Regions from separate parts of the Sus scrofa genome. Here all the other regions are linked to region 1. A link is a contact called in public HiChIP or PLAC-seq and promoter capture Hi-C data. All regions are on one chromosome and are shown on one strand. Each heading gives the region's core, a stretch centred on a gene start, on an enhancer-like site or on the middle of the called end of the contact. The rest is flanking DNA. Distances are from core to core; before and after follow the strand shown. Region 1 overlaps ZBTB16 (zinc finger and BTB domain-containing protein 16). Region 2 overlaps LOC110255433 (a long non-coding RNA gene). Region 3 holds the start of ZBTB16 (zinc finger and BTB domain-containing protein 16).

Region 1 (3,682 bases), core at 817-3,316:
GGGCAGAGTTGAGTCCCCAATCTGCACCTTAGCTATGATGTCCAGGCCCACGTGGGGAGGAAAAGAAGCATTAAAACACAGGCTCTGGGGTGCTAGGAGTCTGAGACACACATTCGATCTACCCTGGTCAGGTCTTCCTTGTCTTTCCAAGTCTCAGTTTTCTCTAGCAAAGAATCGGGAGGAACACTGCCTGCATTTTAGGATTATAATGAAGACTTAATAAACCCAACTCCAAAGTATACAACAGAGTACAGCTATGATTATATCTGTACCTAAGGCAAGTTCATCCTATTTGTTCACTTCCTCCAAGTTTTGCTTACCCTTAGGCACAAATCCACAAAGCTCCTCGTGCAGAGTAGGTACTTTAAAACTTAGGGAATAAATGAATGAAGGAATGATGAGACAAACCAACTGCAGAGGCTCCTACCATCTGCAACAAACCCAAGTCACTAACCTCGTCGACCTGGTGAGGCAGGGTGAGGGCTGGAGGAGAGAGCGGAATTGCTTTGGGGCAAGTCTGGAGATCTAGTTCAACCTAGTGTTCTGGGCCATCTAATATCCTGAAGCTTCCTAGCCCCAGAACTCCTAAACTGAGGAATGGCACTAGGAGGGCATAAGAAGGGAGGACACATACGGTCTTATTTGTATCTCCAGAACACCTAGGTTCCTGCTGGTAATAGACATGGGCCAGGATCCCAGCAGGGGGAGTCCAGATGCCTGAGCCTTCAAGGGCGCCAACTAACGAGGCCTTTTCTAGGATGGGGCAGGTCATGTTCTGATACTCCTGGAGGGGGGAGCATCTGCTCTGTGCTGATCCCAGCTCTGCAGCTTGTCCGGTCTTAGTTGTACATGTCATCGGTTTAGATATTAGTGGAAGGTGGGCTCCATGAGCAGCTTTGGACACTCTAGACACCACGGCCTTAAGTAAGATCCCCAAATCTGCCCTGTAAGATTGTTCAACATGCAAAGCTTCATTCTCAGCCTCCTGGCTGCACATGGAGGGCTCCCGGGCTGTTGGCTCTATGGGCACACTGGAAATGTCCTCTTGGCTAGAGGACATGTCTGGGATCCTCAAAGATACCATTCCCTTGGCAAGGCAGTTATACACCATTCCTATTCCTCCACCACCACAACCATCAACCTGGCCCTGCCCTTCTCACTGACCCAGCCAGGAACCACCACCATCATGTACTCCATGCAAGGCCCTTCCACAGATCACCAAATTACATCCTCACAGCATCACTGCCATCCTGTTACCAAGGAGGAAACAGGTTTAGCGAGGTTAAGCCACCCACCCAAGATCATAAAACTTGGAAATAGTGGGACTAGGATTTGAATCTAGACAGTCTGACACCAGATCCCAAGTTCTGGCTGTCACTATGCTCCAAATACCCTGAATGTCACAGTCGGACTTCAGGCTCCAAGGGTCCCTCTTCTCTGAAGCCTGAAAGACAAACCTGGATCACCCCATCAGGGCCCCAGCTTGCCTAGTGCATAGAGGAGCCCTGAAGAGATGCTCCTCCCACTCCCCTGCCTCCAGGTAGGTCCACCCTCCCCAGGTAGCTATCTGCACATCCGCCTTTCCTGCTCTGGAGGTTCTCACAGTCTCTCTGGCCTGGCCCCCCAACACTAGCATGGCCCCATGGCCCCCATATTCAGATCACACAGAGGCAGCTGCCCTGAGTTCCCTCTATATGGATTAAAAGAGCCAAAGGTCCCCACAGTTCAAGCCCAAACCCGCCCGACTGAGACCCCCCCCACTCCCTCCCCCAGGGGGCGTGCTGACGACTGTCCCAACCCCCTCACCTTCAGCTCAGCAGCCAAGGTATCTCCCCTGCCCTCTAATTAACGCCACCCGATCTGCTGCCCCCAGGCCTGTCCAAGTCCCAAACGGGGATGTACCGTGGTTTGGACAACATTATGATTTGTAAAACCCGCTCCTAATTAGTTTGACTTTGAATGAAGAGGGTAATTATTTTTAAATTTATTAACTGCTGCCTGGCCGGAGAAGTTTCCAGATCAAGTGACACAGAGAAGCTATTTCTGTTCAGTGATGCAGCAATTTATATTACTGATCGGTCATTAAAACCTCTGGCACAAAACCACTTGTGTTTCCTGAGCCAAGATAGTGTCCATGTGTCAAATTTCAAACCCAGAGTATAAATTAAGCCATTAATGGTATTTATCAGTTTATCTGGACTTAAAGAACTACTTACTAATTTAAGACATTCCTGATATAGAACCCAAGTGGTTGCGCTGGGCGCATGTGTGAGTGTGTACGTGCGTGTATGTGTGCCTTCTCACTTTTTATTTTACCGAGTGGTGTAAAAAAATTCTGATGTGTAAATGAAGTACAAGCATCTTGGGGAGCTGCAGAGCTGTTAATTCCTCACTGCTCTGCAACCCAAACATTTTGGAAGCAGCAGTGTTTTGCAATATGTATTTGTCATAATATAAAAGGTGTAAAGTGATCTCTGTTTATCTCCTCAAAGTCTTCGCTGTAGCAAAACAGAAAACTGAAGTGTGACAACGCAGCATGAGCCCTGCCCAACCACCAGTGCGTCCTCCCAGAGCACCAGCTGGAGCCCACCAAGATCCTGCAGGAAGGGGGCAAGGAAGCTCACACTCACCAGGACAGCAAGGGTGAGATGCGAAGATGACGTCTGGCGAACACAGAATTGGAAACATTTTCCTTTTTTCTTTTTGTCTTTTTAGGGCTGCGCCCATGGCATGTGGAGGTTCCCGGGCTAGGGGTCAAATCAGAGCTGTAGCTGCTGGCCTACACCACAGCCACAGCAACGCCAGATCCGAACTGCATCTGTGACCTACACCACAGCTCAAGGCAATGCCGGATCCTTAACCCAGTGAGTGAAGCCAGGGATGGAACCTGCATCCTCATGGATCCTAGTCAGATTCCTTTCCCCTGAGCCACGACAGGCACTCTGTAAATATTTTCTGTAAAATTCATTTTTCTGTGTCAAGAACACCTGTGAGGCGCCCTGACTGCCATTGGATGCAACGCTACTGGCCAGCTCTGTTAATTCCGCACGGGGCAGGCAGCCCTGGGCATGGATCCCAGACCTGATCTGTCCCAGGGAAGTTGTATCCTTGCTCACAAAGGGGACATGGTCATTAGGGTGTTGGGGGTTCTCAGTTAAATGGGTCACCAGGGTCCAAAAGAGTACAGGACAGGGCCACAAGCTAGGCTGTCTCTGACCCCTCTTCCTAAACCATTTAGCCACACACCCAAGGGCAACAGTAAGTCAACATGCAGGCCACTGGCGATGGGTAGAAAGAACACTGAAGTTAGAGTTGAGTCAAGTTCCAGCTCTTTACTTCCTAGGTCTCCACGTTCTCATCTGTTAAATGGGGATAACAGGAGTTCCTGCTGTGGTACAGGGGGTTAAGAATCCAACTTCAGTGGCTCAGGTCTCCTTGGAGGCTTGGGTTTGATCCCCAGACGGGTACAGTGGGTTAAAGGATCTGGCATTGCAACAGCTGAAGCACAGATAGCAGCTGCAGCTCAGATTCAATCCTTGGCCCAGGAACTTCCATATGTCACAGGTGGAGCCATAACATTTTTTTAAAGGGAGTTCCCATTTTGGATCAGTGTCAAGAACCCAACTGGTATCCATGAGGATTTGGGCTCGATCCCCGGCCTCGCTCAGTGCACTAAGAATCC
Region 2 (3,682 bases), core at 777-3,276, 170 kb after region 1:
CTCTCCTTCCTGAGTCCTCTGCCGACACTGAACTAGAAACCTCTTTCTTCTCCCCCTGCTCCTCCTTCCTCTCTCCTGCACCTGCAGCCTATGAACCTCAACTTCACATATACAAACCCTCTTCCCTGCCTTCGGAAGAAAGAAGCACTGTTCTTCAGGTCACGCCCAGACAACCCTGTCAAACTGCTTTGGGATTCAGTGACACCAGTGGAAGCCGGGGACATAGGGATCACAGTATGATGCCACCTGATTGGGCTTTTTTTTAGTAGGTGATGCCGAAACAGTGATGGCGTGGATTAGGGGCTAGACCTGCTCGGAGCTGCCCAGTGTGGAGAATGAACCAACTGGAGCCCATCCCCCGAGTCCAGCAAGGGGGCCTTGGACTAATCGGGGTGACTGCGTGGGACAACCCAGGAGCTTTGGAAGCAGCTCGGGAGAGGAGGCAATGGCTGATGGATATTCAGGAAGTTTAATTAAGAGAATTCAGTGACTGATTAGGTGTTTACATGTAGGGAGGAGGAGTGTGGGGAGAGCAGATTTTTGCAGGAAGGAGAAAAGAAGGGCACAGACGGGCTGAGAAGGGGAAACAGACAGAGGGGAAAGGCAAAGAGATACCAAAAGGATTGCAGAAAGATGTAGAGAATGACGGAGTCCAAGCATGAGATGGAACAGAAGCTCTAGAGTCAACAAAACTCCTAGTGAGACTTCCTCTTTCTTCATTTTAATTTTTTTGGAGGGTGCACACCTGCAGCATATGGAAGTTCCTGGGCCAGGGACTGAATCTGAGCCGCAGCCTCAACCTAAGCCACAGCTGTGGCACCGCTGGATCCTTAACCCCCTGTGCCACAGCAGAAACTCCCAAGACGTCCTTATTTTTTTAAACTTATTTCCAGCCAACTTTAGACTTACAGAAAAGTTGAAAACAATTGTACAGAGATTTCCCACGTACTGCTCGCTCAGCTTCTTCTAATGTTACCCTTCCTTGCCCACAGCCATGGCACAGCCATCAAGACAATAACATTGGTGCAATACTAATCACTGAACTGCAGAGTTGATTCGAATTTTCACCCATTTCCTAGTGAGATCTGGGGAAGCAGAAGCGTGAACACACAGAACCAGAGAGGGAGTTGGGTTTGGACAAAAGAATCCAAGACCCTCTTCCTGGAGAATGTTTAGAGAGTTGTCTCATCTGATCTCAAAGGCATAGACTACCTTAGGGACATCAATGCCTCATAAGTGGCTATTTAATACATTAATGGGGAGTTCCTCTCATGGCTCAGGGGTAATGAATCCGACTAGGAACCATGAGGATGCGGGTTCAATCCCTGGCCTCGCTCAATGGGTTAAGGATCTGGCATTGCTGTGAGCTGTGGTATAGGCCAGCAGCTGTAACTCCGATTCGACCCCTAGCCTGGAAGCTTCCATATGCCATGGGTGTCACCCTAAAAAGAAAAAAAAAATCTACAAGGCCCGTGGGATATGGGGTAAAGCAAAAAGCAAGCTCCAGGGAAAAGAAGGTCTGAGGACAGGGCCCCTGTCACAAACCTGGCTCACTGGCCCCTGGAGCGTCTTTTACAGGGTGTTTTATAGGCGAGTGTTCAGTGCCAGCATCAAGCCGGGTGGGAGCCCAGCCCGCCAGAGTAAACAGCAGCCTGGGCAGGTGGGCAGAGGGTCCCCCACCGCAGGGCGGTTTTAAATTGCTACTGTGTTTAATTGTTAGCCAAGCTTCTCCACTGGGTGGGGAGTAGGAGAAGGGGGAGGCAGGTGAGTCCCGGAATCAGCCCTGAGAAGCTGTATTTCTCTCTGCTTGGGGCTCACTGGGGATTTTGTACAGAGCAGCGCCTTGGGGCTCAGCACTGGCGTTTATGTCAGCCCTGTGCTTGATGGGATCGAGGTGCGCCTCCAGGTTAGTGGGACCCAGGAGGCAGGGGAACCCAGCTGCTGCTGGCACGTGTCTCACCGTTCCTGCAGGCAGGGACTGACTTTGACCTTTGTGGGTCCCGAAATAGCAGTCAGAGCTGGTAGGAGGCACCGTAAAGCTTCTTGGCAGCTGTCACCCGACTCTTCAAGGCCTCGTCCTAGCCGAGGATATACAGAAGGGCTGGCTGGAGGCAGAGGGATGGCCATTGAGATCTCTCCAGGGCATTGCCAGCCTGAAATCCTAAGGCTCTTGTGTCTCCCGGAATTTTCATCATTGCTCCTCAGATAGGAGACACCTATCCATCTTTTTTTTTCTTTTTCCTTCTTTCTTTTTTTTTTTTTTTTTTTTTTTGGCTTTTCAGGGTCATACCCATAGCATATGAAAGTTCCCAGGCTAGGGGTCAAATCAGAGCCGCAGCTGCCAGCCTGCACCAGAGCTACAGCAATTCCAGGTCCAAGCCGTCGCTGCAGCCTACACCACAGCTCACAGCAACACTGGACCCTTAATCTACTGAGTGAGGCCAAGGATCGAACCTAATTCCTCGTGGATATGTTCCAACCCAAGAGATTTGGACATGGCTCCCTGTGCTGTACAGTAGGACCTCATTGCCGATCTAGTCTAAATGTAACAGTTTGCATCCACTAACCCCAAACTGTCCATCCCACTCCCTCCCGGCAACCACAGGTCCGCTATCCACGTCTGTGATCTGCTTCTGTTTTGTAGATCCGTCTTTGTCTGTTCTTCCCCTCCTGCAAGCTTTCAACAGGAATCCAGAAGCGCTCCTGTGTCAGGGCGATTTAATCCAACTGAGCAGGGAGAGTATCAGACAAGGAAGCCCCGTCACTAGTAAATGATAGGAATGATCATCACTGCCCCCCAAGGAGGGCATTCTAAGCACTGGTCACTGTTCACATACTGATTCATTTCATCATCTCAATAAACAATGACTTGGGTACAGTTACTATCGCTGTTTTACAGATGGCACACCTGAGGCATGGAGGAACTGAGTGACTTGGCTCAGACCACACAGGCAGACAATGCGTGAGCCTGGATTGGAACCTGGGTGGTTTGGCTCCAAAGTATAGACCCTTGACCTCTTCTTTGTTGTGCAGCCCCACCCCCACCCACCTTCCACTGCAACTGCCTCCGCTGGCTTCGGAACCCCCAGTCCCATGTCCTCCAGTTCCGTGGCCCTGATCACCAGTGTTCGTGTGACATGCAGAGCTTTGTAGGAAATGAAATGGCCAGAAAATGACGGTGGTGTCAGAGCGCTCTTAGAGAGGACCAGGGACAGAGACTATGACCCTGGAGACTGTGGGGTGTAGCAACAAGCATCAGGACTTGGAGCAGAAGACCCAGCTCCTCCACCTGCCACCTGAGTGACCGGGGCAAGTGCTTTAGGCTGAATATTCGTGACCCCCAAGTTCGTACATTGAAGCCTAACTCCTGAGATGCTTTTTGGAAGTGGGGCTGCTGGGAGGTCATTAGGCCATGAAGGTGGAGACCTCACGAATGGGATTAGTGCCCTCGTAAGAAGAGACGTGAGAGATACGATCCCTCTCTTGGCCTGGTGAGGACAGCCAAGAGACTGGATCTGCTGGGGACTTGACCTGGCCTTCCCAAGCTCCTAGAACTCGGAAAATCAAATTGTCGTTTAAGCCACTCCATCCGTGGGAGTTTTGTTATGGAAGCCTGCATAGTAGTAGAAAGCTATTTAATCCTTCTGAGTCTCAGTTTCCTTATCCATAAAACGAGGATAAC
Region 3 (3,682 bases), core at 405-2,904, 140 kb after region 1:
CTAACCCTCTCGAGCTCCGGGGATCGATCGCGCTCTCATACACCCCTAGCTTTCAGCCACCCCCACGGAGACTTGAAGACTTCAGCAAACTTGGAGAAGCAACTTTTCCGAGGGAGCCAGACGGCAAAGAGAAAGGCAGTCGGGCTAGCAAGAGGGAAAGCGAAAGAGACCCGGACGAAAGGCGAGACTCCGGGCGGGCCGGACGCCTGGGCGAGAGCTGCGAGGAGGCTGACCCGCCCCGCGGCGAAGGAGAAGCACAAAAGCCCGACAGCGAGTTGGGGGAGGAAAGACGAAAAGGGGTCTGCGGGCTCTCCCTCTCCGCCCCAGGGCCGTGACCCCCGGGAGCAATGAGCAAGGTCCCGGGCTTCGGGCTGGTGGCGCCCAGCAGCCGGCGCGCCGGGCCCAAGCACATTGCGAGCGTCCCGGGGAGCTTGGCGAGCGAGTCTCTGCCGAGCGCGTCTGTGCGTTCCAGCGGGTCCGCGGGCCGGCGAGATCGTGCGCATTTCGAGCGCGTGCGGGAGTTCCAGTGGCTCTGCAAGCGAGCCGCAAGCTTGCCGGGGTGAGAAAAGCATCCCGAACGCATCAGGTGCAAAGCCGAGCACCCACCGAGCGCGGCCGGGAGCGCAACTGCGAGCTCCGGCGCCACGGCGGGTCCCGCCGAGAGCCGAGAAGGGCCCGGAGCGCTGGAGACCCTCCAGAGCGCACGGCCACGGTGCCCCTCCCCCCCCAAAAAAAAACCTGGGGCGGGGGGGCTGGTCAACTCTAGTCAGGAAAAAAGAGCCCACCACGTTTTGCAAAGAGAAACAAAACCCAACTGAGTCCCAGTTCTGCTTCCCTTCGCCCTAGATCTACTCCTCGGATCCTCCGATTCTAGCTTCCCAGCCGGCCGGCGAATAAACACACAAATAAACCACAGCCCTATCTCGCGCCCGCGCACCGGTCGGCATACATATGAGCACCCACAGGCTCCCGGCTCCTCCGCTGGCCCCTGGTGGTACAAAGCCTCCCGATCCCCAACCCTCTGCTCGTGCCCTCAGCCCCCGCAGACCGCTCTGCCCCCCACCTCTCGCCCCGACCGTGCCCTGGAGCGGAAGGGTTGGGGACGCAGCTGCGCCCAAGCTGACAGCCGAGGCTCCCGCTTCTAGCCGACCCCCAACCGCCGGTGGCGACGGCCGCAGCAGCAGGAAGGGAACAAGCAGAATAAAACAAGGCAGAAGCCCAACGGCCGAGTGGCCGAAGCGAGCGCGCCCCCCCAGACCTCTCCAGCCCCGGGGCGCCCCGGCGCAAGGCTACAGCTGGGCGGTGCGCCCCTCCCCGGGCCCCCACTCACCGCTGCCGAGCCGGGCGCCGTGGGGTGGGTGTGCGTGCCTCCTCGGGGGGTGTGCCTGTGTCGGGGAGGGGGGTGTTGCTGGGGAACTGTTGCTCTCGGTATCAAGGCGGCAGCGGCGGCATCGCCCGGCAGTTCGCAGTACCCGCTCTCATCGCCCTCAACTCCTCTCTACTGCGAGGTTAGCAAATCACCACCGGCTGCGGCGCCTCCGCCGCGTCCCACGTCAACGCCGAGCCCCCTCCCCTGCGAGGCCCCGGCGCCTCTCCATCTTTAGTGCTGGCGGCCGAGCCCGGCTCCCTGCCCACAGCTGCCCCCCTTCCCTCCCCCCTCCCGCGCTGTCCCCGGACTCAGCCCGCCCACCCCCCGCACTGGCCAAGCCCGCGCGCGCTCCCCGCCCCACCCCTTTCCTCCCCTCCCTTCCCTTCCCTGCGCGCCGCGCTCCGGGCTTTGCCTGACATCTAGCTGCTGCTGGGGCGCCGGCGGCCGCCGCTCACTGGCCAAGCGGAGAGGAACGGAGCTGGCGGAGAGGAGGGTCAGGGACTCGGAAGCCTTAGAGTGGGCAATGGAGGTGAGGGGCGAGGAGCAACCACCCCCCCAGGTTTTTAATTTCCACTGGACACAGGTTTTGTTTTCCCCAGCTGCTCCAAGCTTGGAGTTTTGTCCCTGGCTCCAGTATTTGCCCCTATTCAGTGCGTGTCATCTCGCCTTGCACTTTTTCTAAACGTACTCGGGGTGGCACTGCCTGTACCTCGACATCGGTTTTTGAAGGGCGCTTTACCGGCCTAAGCCCAGGCCTTTTGTGCCTCCGGGTCTTCTGAGCACCCAGACTGCCAGTAGCCTCCAGGCGCAGAGTTCGCGGCCCGGGTAAACCAGATGCTAGAGGGTCCGCGGGCTCTATCGTCGAGGGGCGGTGCCCCATTTTGGCTGTCGCGACCCCTGGAGGCCAAGGTCGAGGTCTGAGAGAAACTTTTCTCCCTCCCAGTCTTGGCCATCCCCTAGCCTTTGCCCTCCAGGGAACCTAGTTGAAAACATTTCCTGAGAACTGCACCCCCTTCAGGGCAAAGTCTTCAGGGGGCGAGTAAAAGCCCGAAGACGATTCAGAACCGCAAGTGGTTCCTCTCATCTGGCTCCTCCACTTTAGAGGATGGGGTTGAGGTCGGTAGCCCCCGGGTAGAGCCACCAGAAGAAATCTCCGGATGCGCAGAGTCCCCTTCTCCGCCCTTTTCCCTAGAGCTTGTTGAAGATAGGGCTCGAGAGGCGCAGTGGGCTAACGTCCAGGAGCGTTGGGGTGAGGGTGATGGCGGAGAGCGCCCTCCCTGGGTCTCCGGAGAGTCAGCCCTGGAGGTCATTCAGCCTTAGCAACGAGGGGCTTCAGTCACTGGGTCCCCACGTTCAGTGCCTTTATCACATCCCCAGGCACATCTCAGACACTGTCCCTAACGGAGAGTCGGGCCCCAGGAATTAAAGAGTCAGGAAGGGTGGCAGAAGCCAATAGAAGCAAAAATCTGCTCTGGCCCCATAAGGCCCCTTGGGGGAGGTTTACATCAGAACTGATCTGGGTTCAAGAGCTGCTAATGGGGTAGTCCCAAGGATAGGCAATTCCATCCCAGCCAGCAGCCCTCTCTGTTCACAAGAAAAGTGCTCAGACCTGCAGGAGTCAGAGGAGAGAAGCAAAGCTGAGGGAGAAGCACACGGTGAGTAAAGGAAGGGAGTCAGTTATCCTGTGAGAGCAGTGAATACAGCAACATCCAACAGATGCCTGGGAAAGCCAGGTCCCTGGGTGTTCTGTTTGATTAACAATAAAGAGCCATCTAGGATATGACTGCTTTCCTAGCTAAGGTCTTTGCAGTCTGTAAGAGGAAAGGGATTTGAAGAAAGTTAAGAAAGAAGTGGTTTGATGAACAACAAGGATTTACTGTATAGCACAGAGAACTATATTCAATACCTTGTAATAACCTATGATGGAAAAGAATCTAAAAATGTGTGTGTGTGTGTGTGTGTGTAAATGGATCACTCTGCTGTACCCTTGAAAACTAGCACAATATTGTAAATCAACTACACTTCAATTTTTAAAAAGAGGGAATGAACTGCTCTGCAAGGAGGGCAAGAGAGGAGGGAAGTAAGAAAATGGGCCTAACACCTCCCCAGGGAAAGAGCAGAAAGAATCATTAAACTGTTGAGCTTCTGCCTAGATGGTACCTGCTAAAGGTTGCTGCCTCTCTGTCCACATCCACCTACCAGCCCCTCCCGAGGGCAGTAGTAGGAGAAGTGTGCAATTAACCCCTGATCTAATCTCCTATTAATCCTCAAATCAGAGAAAGAGCGACTCTCTGGAAACAATGGGAGAGGAAG

The links. Promoter capture Hi-C pulls out the DNA fragments that hold promoters and counts their contacts. HiChIP or PLAC-seq counts read pairs in DNA pulled down with a chosen protein or histone mark.
Region 2: a contact with region 1 is called in an H3K27ac HiChIP or PLAC-seq map of skeletal muscle. The contact joins two enhancer-like sites. A contact is called at or near these places in 4 of 47 Hi-C or Micro-C datasets (liver and skeletal muscle) and 1 of 2 datasets of contacts at active chromatin or transcription factors (skeletal muscle).
Region 3: a contact with region 1 is called in a promoter capture Hi-C map of skeletal muscle, with 12 times the contacts expected there. The contact joins the promoter of ZBTB16 here to the enhancer-like site in region 1. A contact is called at or near these places in 3 of 5 promoter capture datasets (fetal liver, liver and skeletal muscle), 12 of 47 Hi-C or Micro-C datasets (embryonic fibroblasts, heart right ventricle, liver and 5 more) and 1 of 2 datasets of contacts at active chromatin or transcription factors (skeletal muscle).

What each region holds. Positions count from the first base shown.
Region 1 is chr9:41,774,360-41,778,041 of Sscrofa11.1, reverse strand. All of the region lies in intron 4 of ZBTB16 (zinc finger and BTB domain-containing protein 16), which reads right to left. Among named protein-coding and RNA genes, the nearest start is that of NNMT, 95 kb to the left of the region's middle. Within about 2 kb of position 2,066, at least 1 of the 83 cell types and tissues checked has an H3K27ac peak or open chromatin away from gene starts, as enhancers often do. A contact at or near this core is called in skeletal muscle, where this site is marked.
Region 2 is chr9:41,606,060-41,609,741 of Sscrofa11.1, reverse strand. LOC110255433 (a long non-coding RNA gene) reads left to right here. Exons shown (of 4, transcript XR_002335637.1): 4 at 2,900-3,682. Among named protein-coding and RNA genes, the nearest start is that of ZBTB16, 32 kb to the left of the region's middle. Within about 2 kb of position 2,026, at least 3 of the 83 cell types and tissues checked have an H3K27ac peak or open chromatin away from gene starts, as enhancers often do. A contact at or near this core is called in skeletal muscle, where this site is marked.
Region 3 is chr9:41,637,508-41,641,189 of Sscrofa11.1, reverse strand. ZBTB16 (zinc finger and BTB domain-containing protein 16) reads right to left here and starts at 1,654. Exons shown (of 7, transcript XM_021062868.1): 1 at 1,331-1,654. It overlaps LOC106504875 (a long non-coding RNA gene), which reads left to right and starts at 1,719. Exons shown (of 3, transcript XR_002335639.1): 1 at 1,719-3,024.